Regions from separate parts of the Sus scrofa genome. Here region 1 is linked to region 2. The links are chromatin contacts, called in public HiChIP or PLAC-seq maps. All regions are on one chromosome and are shown on one strand. Each heading gives the region's core, a stretch centred on a gene start, on an enhancer-like site or on the middle of the called end of the contact. The rest is flanking DNA. Distances are from core to core; before and after follow the strand shown. Region 1 overlaps ACAD11 (acyl-CoA dehydrogenase family member 11). Region 2 has its middle 25 kb from the start of DNAJC13.

What was found. HiChIP or PLAC-seq counts read pairs in DNA pulled down with a chosen protein or histone mark.
Region 1: a contact with region 2 is called in an H3K27ac HiChIP or PLAC-seq map of alveolar macrophages. The contact joins two enhancer-like sites. A contact is called at or near these places in 9 of 47 Hi-C or Micro-C datasets (alveolar macrophages, embryonic fibroblasts, mesenteric adipose tissue and 4 more) and 2 of 2 datasets of contacts at active chromatin or transcription factors (alveolar macrophages and skeletal muscle).

What each region holds. Positions count from the first base shown.
Region 1 is chr13:73,811,809-73,816,467 of Sscrofa11.1, forward strand. All of the region lies in intron 5 of ACAD11 (acyl-CoA dehydrogenase family member 11), which reads right to left. Among named protein-coding and RNA genes, the nearest start is that of UBA5, 17 kb to the right of the region's middle. Within about 2 kb of position 1,548, at least 2 of the 83 cell types and tissues checked have an H3K27ac peak or open chromatin away from gene starts, as enhancers often do. A contact at or near this core is called in alveolar macrophages, where this site is marked.
Region 2 is chr13:73,546,366-73,550,685 of Sscrofa11.1, forward strand. No RefSeq gene overlaps it. Among named protein-coding and RNA genes, the nearest start is that of DNAJC13, 25 kb to the right of the region's middle. Within about 2 kb of position 3,031, at least 1 of the 83 cell types and tissues checked has an H3K27ac peak or open chromatin away from gene starts, as enhancers often do. A contact at or near this core is called in alveolar macrophages, where this site is marked.

The DNA of each region.
Region 1 (4,659 bases), core at 298-2,797, 260 kb after region 2:
CCTGACTTTTTGACCTTATTCTGTAGCAAAAATATGATGACCCAAGATTAGAGTTGGAGAGTAAATAGAAAGTCAAGAGGTGAGAAGATTCTGGAGTAACAAGTAACCTAAGTTCAGGAAATTTTATAACTCTTACATTACTTACACACACATCCATAGTCAAAATATTATTAATTCACTCTCTTAGGAAGGTAGTTTTTGAACTGACTGATCATGTCCACATGGGCCAGGTAGGATGAGAAGGCAAAGGAAGTTATAAGGGGTTCATGGATTCTAAAGTTAAGGGTAATCAAATTTGTAGCATCTCAGGTAAGGCATAAAGAAATAAAAGAAGCAAGAATTCCCGTCGTTGCTCAGAGGAAAAGAATCTGACTAGTATCCATGAGGATGCAGGTTCGATCCCTGGCCTCAGTGGGCTAAAGATCCAGCACTGCCGCGAGCTGTGGTGTAGGTCACAGGCATGGCTCGGAGAGCAGCTCCGATGTGACCCCTAGCCTGGGAACGTCCATATGTCGTGAGTAAGGCCCTAAAAAAAAAAAAAAAAAAAAAAAAGACGAAAAGAAATAAAAGAAATAGAAGGTAGTGAGGGCATGGTCAAAAACAAGGATTTCAATTTCTAGATTACTGAAGTTGACTGATTTCAGTATAGATAAGAAGCAGTACAGTGTGGAATAAATTATACTGCATGGGAAGTCTGTAGGCCTGAGTTCAAAACATGGCTTTATGAACAAAGAGCATATAAACAGTATCTTAAAACATCTGTAAATAAAAAGATTGGAAAAAACCCAATTCCCATGTCTTTTCTAACAATGAAATTAAATTTTATAACTAAGCTTTTCTCCAACTACACTGACATCTTAGAAATAATGGGGGAATTAAAAAGAAAAAAAATCCATCTAAAATACAAGATTTTTTTTCCCGCTTTGACCCTGGCATGATCTGGGATCTTAGTTACCAGACCAGGGACTGAACCTGGGCCACAGCAATGGAAGCGTTGAGTCCTAACCTCTAGACTACTAGGGAACTCCACCAAAATACAAGTTTCGTTTTGTCTATCAAATCTTTTTTTTCCCATAATATAAATGGCTGCAAGGCAGATGACTTCAGAAGAACCAGTGTACTTATATTTATCTTAAATGTATCTGACTACAAATTAATGAATACAGAGGATTATCTATGGGTTTACCTGTTCCTAATTAAATATATTTATATTTCAAGTTGAAATGGAAATATGCACATTAAATTCCAAAATCTTAAACATTTCTCTGCTAGATGGATAACATTTGTATTTAAAAAATTAATGACACTTTTCAGGAAAACTGGATTCCTTTCTTTTTTTTTTTTTTAGGGCCATACTTGTGGCATGTGGAAGTTCCCAGCCTAGGAGCTGAATCAGTGCTACAGCTGCTGGCCTACACCACAGCCTTAGCAATGCCAGAACCTTAACCCACTGAACAGGGCTAGAGATCAAACCCTCAGCCTCATGGATACTAGTTGGGTTCGTTACTGCTGAGCTACAACGGGAACTCCCTGAATTTCTTTTTAACATTACAGTAAGCATGTTGTACTACTGAAACACTTCCTCAAACATGCTTTGAATACTTTACATATCAGTAATTAGAAAATAACTAGGGATTATGAAATTGAGCAATACGCTTTAGTTTTGTTATTCCCTTTAGTAATTCCTTATTGGTTTACCACACACGTTCCTAGACAGTTTATCATTTAAAACTGTTTTTGTTTCCTTTCTTAATTGTTTGTATTTACCAAAATAAAACATGCAGCTGTTAGGGGGAAAAAAACAATAGGAAAACCTCAAACTTTAAACATTACAGAAATGTATAACTTATAATTTCATCCCCCATAGCCACTGTTTGAGCTTTAGTACATATTTACTAAAAAGAAAAGATTTAAGAGTTCTCTTATGATGCAGTGTGTTAAGGATCCAGCATTGTCACTGCTGTGGCTTAGGTTTGATCCCTGGCCCAGGAATTTACATTTGCTGTGGATATGGCCAAAAAAAAAAAAAAAGATTTACTTTTACCCTGATTTTTTGTAAAGAATAGAGCTTGACAGGCAATTTTAGAAAAGTAGGATATAAAAAATAGAGGGTAAAAGAATGGAAGAGAAGAAAATTAAAATAAATTGAGTACCAGCTGTGGCACGTACCCGGCTAGTTGCTCCACGTCAATTACTTCATTTTAGCATCTTTGTACCCTGAAATTTTTTTTCCCAATTCAGAAGGCAGACAACATCAATTTCCTGGCTTTGACAATATACTATAGTTGCGTGAGATCTATTTGGGGTATCTGGATAATGGATACACAGGTCCCTCAGTACTATTTTTACAACTTCCTGTGAGTCATTAATGATTTCCAAATAAAAAGTTAAAATAAAAAGTGAGGCACAGAGAGGGGTTAAATAATTTGCTTTAAGGTTATACTGCTAGAGAATAAAAACTAAGTAAATGAGATGGAAATAGTGATTAATTAAAATCAATTCTTTTAACATAGTTTCATTCAGAAACATGTAACCACTTGCTTCATAAGTAAGATATATTTATTGCTTTCTAGGAGCTCTTAGTATACAGACGGTCCTTATTTATTGAGCATCAACAATGTAGATTCTAGAGACAAGGTAAGAAAAAAATTAATTAAAGACATAATCCTTACCCTCAAAGGAAAAATAGGATACTTTCAATCATATCCCTAGGAATATATACAGTTGAGCACATACACTCAATTTGGTATAATCTAGGGACTGATTTTCCAATTTGCAAAGTGACTTCATGAAAAAAGAAATATGGTTTAACTTCTTTCTTACTTATGAATTTTTTAAAAAAAGGGTGGAAAAGATAAAACTACTGACTAGAATAAATTCTAAAGTTTCATAGCTCTTAAATGCCAGTCCACAGTGGGTATCTTTGCCCTCTTTGATGGCTTTTGTAGTTTACTCTGTATGATATGCTTTAGCGCTTGGGTACATACTGTTCTCTGCTGTTACCTCAGTGTCTTTTCTATCTGTATTTTGAGTTCCTCAAGAGCTGACTAACCCCATGTTTTAGAGCACATAGTTGGTAATGAATAAACGCTAGTTGACTTATAGTCTGCCAACCATATGTTATTTCCATAAAAATTATCTATGATATTTATATGAGACAGAAATTGATTAAATTTGATTTAACTAGTAATTATGGGATTACCAGGTTTAAAGTAGAAGACATTTTACTAGCCACTATGTAACCCTAAAACAAAAGATAGTGATACAAATCAGCATTGCCACCACAGAATTTAATGAAGATGATTCCTGTTTGGGAACTTTCATCCTGTAAGAAATGGCTTTCTAACATGAGATTAAATATAAAAAGGGAATAACTATTTGGAACTTACTGCATTCTGCCATTATTTTCAGTATATTATCACTCATCTTAAAATTTAAATGTTTTGGTAGACAACACATGACTAAGGAGATTTAGGTTTGAATTTTTCCTTCTTTGCTTAAGTAATGAATGGAAAGTACTATGGTTATAGAACACATAAAGAACACTGACTTACTCAAAGATAGGTTCCTAAAGTATTAATGAATCAAATGATACAGATCAAATACAGACCAGATCCTGCTGTTTTAAGGTATACGTTTTTATAATTTTTCCAGGTTATAAAGTAGCAATCTTTAATTTTCCTATTCTGTATTTAAAAGTTAGAATTCAGAACTCATACATTCCATTAACAAAAGTTTACATACACACATGTATAATTTTAATTTAATATCCAAATTGACTTTTCTATGAAAAGTTTTATCTTAATGGTGAATGTGCTCATGTCTTTATATTATATTCGAACTTTTAATTGATATAGTACTACTTTGAATTATGATAATGCAATTTTGTGTGTGTGTGTGTGTGTGTGTGTGTGTGTGTAGGGCTGAACCTGCGGCATATAGAAGTTTCCAGGCTAGGGGTCAATTTGGAGGTGCAGCTGCCAGTCTATGCCACAGCTACAGCAATGTGGGATCTGAGCTGCATCTGTGACCTACACCACAGCTCACTGCAACGCTGGATCCTTAACCCACTGAGTGAGACCAGGGATTGAACCCATGTCCTCATGGATACCAGTTGGGTTCATTACCACTAAGCCATGACAGGAACTCCAACAACAATTCAATTTATAATGCTATTTCCCTCCTGTCCTTTTCCTACAGATAAAGAACACAAAGTGCAAAAGCTTAGCACATGAATGTAGAGCAGCTCTTTCTGTCCTAAAATATCTTAGCATTCTGAGAAAACTCATGAATTCATAAAATTCTCCCCTAAATAGGAGGATTCAGGGAACTGTAAATCTTTCACATCAATGTCAGAACACTGAGAGCCAAATATCTTGTCCAAAGGCACACGGGTAAAGAGAGGAAAACAGAAGTACTTTCTTCATTGCCATCATACTCTTTTAATCTTAGGCCTTGCTGTGCTCAGTTGGGGAGAGTTATAGTTTTGATTTGTTTGTACTCTTTAAAGACTACTCTGTGTACATTTACACACAGCAAGGTTACTGTTAACTTCATACAAATTATTTCTTTTTTTTTTTTTTTTTTTGCTATTTCTTGGGCCGCTCCCGCGGCATATGGAGGTTCCCAGGCTAGGGGTCCAATCGGAGCCGTAGCCAT
Region 2 (4,320 bases), core at 1,781-4,280:
TGTTTTATAATTTATCCTGAGACTTCCTTTTTGGACCTTGGATTAATCAGAAGTGAGTTGATTAACTTCAAGTGCTTAGATATTTTTCTGATATATTTCCTGTATTGATTTCTAGTTTAATTCCATTATGTTCTGAAAATATACATTGTATATACTGTTTTTTATTTTTATTTATTTATTTATTTTTCTTATGGTTGATTTACAATGTTCTGTCAATTTCTGCTGCACAGAGTGACACAGCCATACATCCATATACATTCTTTTTTTTTCACTTATCCTCCATCATGTTCCATCGCAAGTGATCATATATAGTTTCCTGTGCTATACTACTTTGTATATTTTGAATTCTTTTAAATTTGTTGAAGTTTGTTTTGTGACTTTGGGTATGGTCCCTCTTGGTAAATGTTCCATGTGAACTAAAAAGAACATGTTTCTGCTATTGTTATGTGAAGTGTTTTTCTTACACATGTCAAGTTCAATTGACTGATAGCATTGTTCAGTTATTCTATGTTCTTGGGTTTTTAAAAAATCTATTATCTGGAGTTCCCGTCGTGGCGCAGTGGTTAACGAATCCGACTAGGAACCATGAGGTTGCGGGTTCGGTCCCTGCCCTTGCTCAGTGGGTTAACAATCCGGTGTTGCCGTGAGCTGTGGTGTAGGTTGCAGACGCGGCTCGGATCATGCGTTGCTATGGCTCTGGCGTAGGCTGGGGGCTACAGCTCCGATTCAACCCCTAGCCTGGGAATCTCCATATGCCGCGGGAGCAGCCCAAGAAATAGCAACAACAAGAAAAGACAAAAGACAAAAAAAAAAAAAAATCTATTATCTCTGCTACTGAGAAAGGAGTGTTGACATCTCCAATATCAACTGTGGATATATATTCTTCTTTCAGTTCTGTCAGCTTTTGCTTCATATATTTTGAAGCTCTATTGTTGCATAGACAGAATTGCATGAGTTCTTGGTGAATTAACTCTTTAACCCTAGTAATTTTATTTTATCTCAAGTCAGCCAGATCAGATATTAATATAGCCATTTCAGCTCTCCTTTGACTAGTGTCTGCATGGTATATTGCTTCCTTCCTTTAACTTTTAATGTATTATATCATTATATTGGAACCAAGTTTCTTATAGATGGCATAAATTTAGGTCACTTTTTTACTTTTTAGGGCTACATCCTGGCATGTGGAGATTCTCAGACTAGGGGTTGAATCAGAGCTGTAGCTGCTGGCCTATGCCATAGCCACAGCAATGCAGGATCTGAGCCATGTCTTTGACCTACACCACAGCTCATGGCAATGCTAGATCCTTAACCCACTGAGCAAAGCTAGGGATTGAACCTGTGTCCTCATGGATGCTAGTTAGATTTGTTAACTGCTGAGCCATGATGGGAACTTCAAATTTAGGTCATTTTTTAATACAGTCTGACAAGTATTTTAAAATGAGTATTCAGATCATTGTATTAATGCCATTGTTGATATGTTTGGGTTTAGACTGGAGTATGCCAAATCCTGGTGTTCTTCCCCAATCTGCATGTTGATATTTACTTTCCAGCGTCTTCAAGTAGTTGTTCCATGCATTCTGTCCAGTTCTGTAGTTATACTCAGTGAGAAAGAAGGGATGAAATACGCTTACTCCATCTTGACTGTAGATGGGACTCAGGGAATAAATATTTTTAGAGCTCCTCTGAATCTGGGGATCAGAATCCAAGTTTCTGACTATCATGTTAAAGTTCCTATCAGATCACAGAGTCTCAAATGTGCCCTGAATCCAACATACATGTTTTCCTTCAGGAATTAAAAAATATATATATTCTTGAATGCTCCCAGGATTGGCTACTCATAAAACTCTTCCCAGTTTGCTGCTGCAGCCTCAGAAGTTCCCCCACAGTTCAGAGATGCTTGGGGTGAGCATCCAAAATGATGATGACTTTTCTAAGGCCAAACCAAACAATCTCTAAGCTAGAGATGGCTTATGTCACAAAATAATTATATCTATTAATTTTTAAACAAATATCATGGTTTGGGTCCTATTCTAAGTATTGGGGAATTAGCAGTGAACAAGAAAATGGCCTTTACTTCTAGTGGGGGGCAGCTAGGGAAGAAAGGCAGTAGACACACTGACAAATAAATGCATCAAATAATTTCGGTTAATGATAGTGCTATGAAAAAATAAGAACAGGGTAATGGTCTAGAGAGTGATGGGAGTGCGAAAAGGAGCTGAGTGGCTATTTCCCCCAGATGGTTGAGTTGAGAACTGAATGTTGATAAGGAGAGAAGCTGAGGAAGATGTGGAGGATAGAATTTTCCAAGAGATAAAAAATGAAATTGCAAAGGCTTGGTCTACCTTTTTCTACATTCTCTTTTGCATTTCTGACCACAGAATTTAAACATAGGTGAGGACGAGTTTTATTTTTTTCCCGCAGCAACTAGAAACGTTATTGAACTTCTAACTATTACTTATTACTATGAAATAAGCTACCCCAGAATTTGATTGATATAATCCATTCCCTTAATTATACTTAAGGCCACACCCGCAGCATATGGAGGTTCCCAGGCTAGGTGTCCAATTGGAGCTACAGCTGCCGGCCTATGCCACAGCCGCAGCAACGCAGGATCCAAGCTGTGTCTGGGACCTACACCACAGCTCACGGCAATGCCGGATCTTTAACCTACTGAGTGAGGTCAGGGATCAAACCCACATCCTCATGGATCCTAGTTGGGTTCATTAACATCTGAGCCACAATGGGAACACCCAATAATATTTTTTGAAAGCTCCAGTTCTAACCCACTATTAAAGGATTAGAGATGGTAAAATTTTACCTAGATCCGATGTCTAGAATGAAGGAGGCAGTTCATTGAATTGTAGATTGGAAAAAAATCAGATTTGCAGCCTCATCCATTCATAAGAAACAACAAAACATATAATTTCCATTTTGAATAGCGTATTTTTAAAACCATGAAAGCAAGCATGCAAAGACCACTTATAGGCAGTAGATGGCATACTATATCTACAAACTAGTGGTTGATTCTGGAACCTCCTTGAAAAAGGAAATAGGTCCCAGCTTCTAGTGTCACAATGATTAGACCATTCTAATGGTATATATACAAGTACTGAAACAGCTGGATGTTTCTGTATTCTGAGACCACTGAAGTTACTTCCTCACAGTAACTGGATATTTAAGAGTCTTTGGGCCCTGAGAAATATCTTAGTGACTAAAACATCCCAGACTCAGTTCTATAGTATCTAAGCTGCCACATGCACATCTTACTTACAGACACTGACACTTGTCCTCAATTAGGTGGGGTCTTTGAGAGTCTTAGCACCTCTAGGTTGAAAGACAATAGATAGGGTTCCTAAGCAGTAGGAAGAAAAGGCAATAAAAGCATTAAAAATGGCACTTTTGGAGTTCCCATTGTGGCGCAGCAGAAACGAATCTGACTAGGAACCATGAGGTTGTGGGTTTGATCCCTGGCCTTGCTCAGTGGGTTAAGGATCCAATGTTGCCATGAGCTGTGGTGTAGGTCTCAGACGAGGCTTGGATCTGGTGTTGCTGTGACTCTGGTGTAGGTAATGACTGCAACTCCAATTGGACCCCTAGCCCGGAAAAATCCATATGCCACGGTGCAGCCCTAAGAAGGACAAAAGACCCAAAAATAAATAAATAAATAAAAATGGCACTTTTACAAAAGGCATGATTTTGTTGACATCAGTCATCTGCTAATCTAGAGATTTTGTTTGATTTGGTCTTAGAAGTCATCATCATTTTGGATGTTCACCCCAAGCATCTCTGAACTGTGGGGGAACTTCTGAGGCTGCAGCAGCAAACTGTGAAGAGCTCTACGAGGAGCCCATCCTGAGAAAGCTTGAGAATATATTTTTTTTAATTGCTGAAGGAAAAATCTTATTTAAGTATGTTGGATTCAGGGCACATTTGAGTCTCTGTGATCTGACAGGAACCTTAACGTGACAGTCAGACACTTGGAATCTGTTCCCCAGATTCAGAGGAATTCTAAAAATAATTATTCCCTGAGTCCCCCTTATAGGCAAGATGGAGTAAGCATATTTCATCCCTTCTTTCTCACTGAGTATAACTACAAAACCTGGACAGAAGCACAGAAGATCTTTTTTTTAATTTTGTTTTTTAGGGCCTCACTCACGACATATGGAGGTTCCCAGGCTAGGGATCAAATCAGAGAGAGCTACAGCTGCAGGCTATGGCACAGCCACAGCAACTCGGGATCCGAACCACGTCTGTGACCTACACTGCAGCTCACAGAAACACCAGCTTCTTAACCCACTGAGCGATGCCAGGGATCGAGTC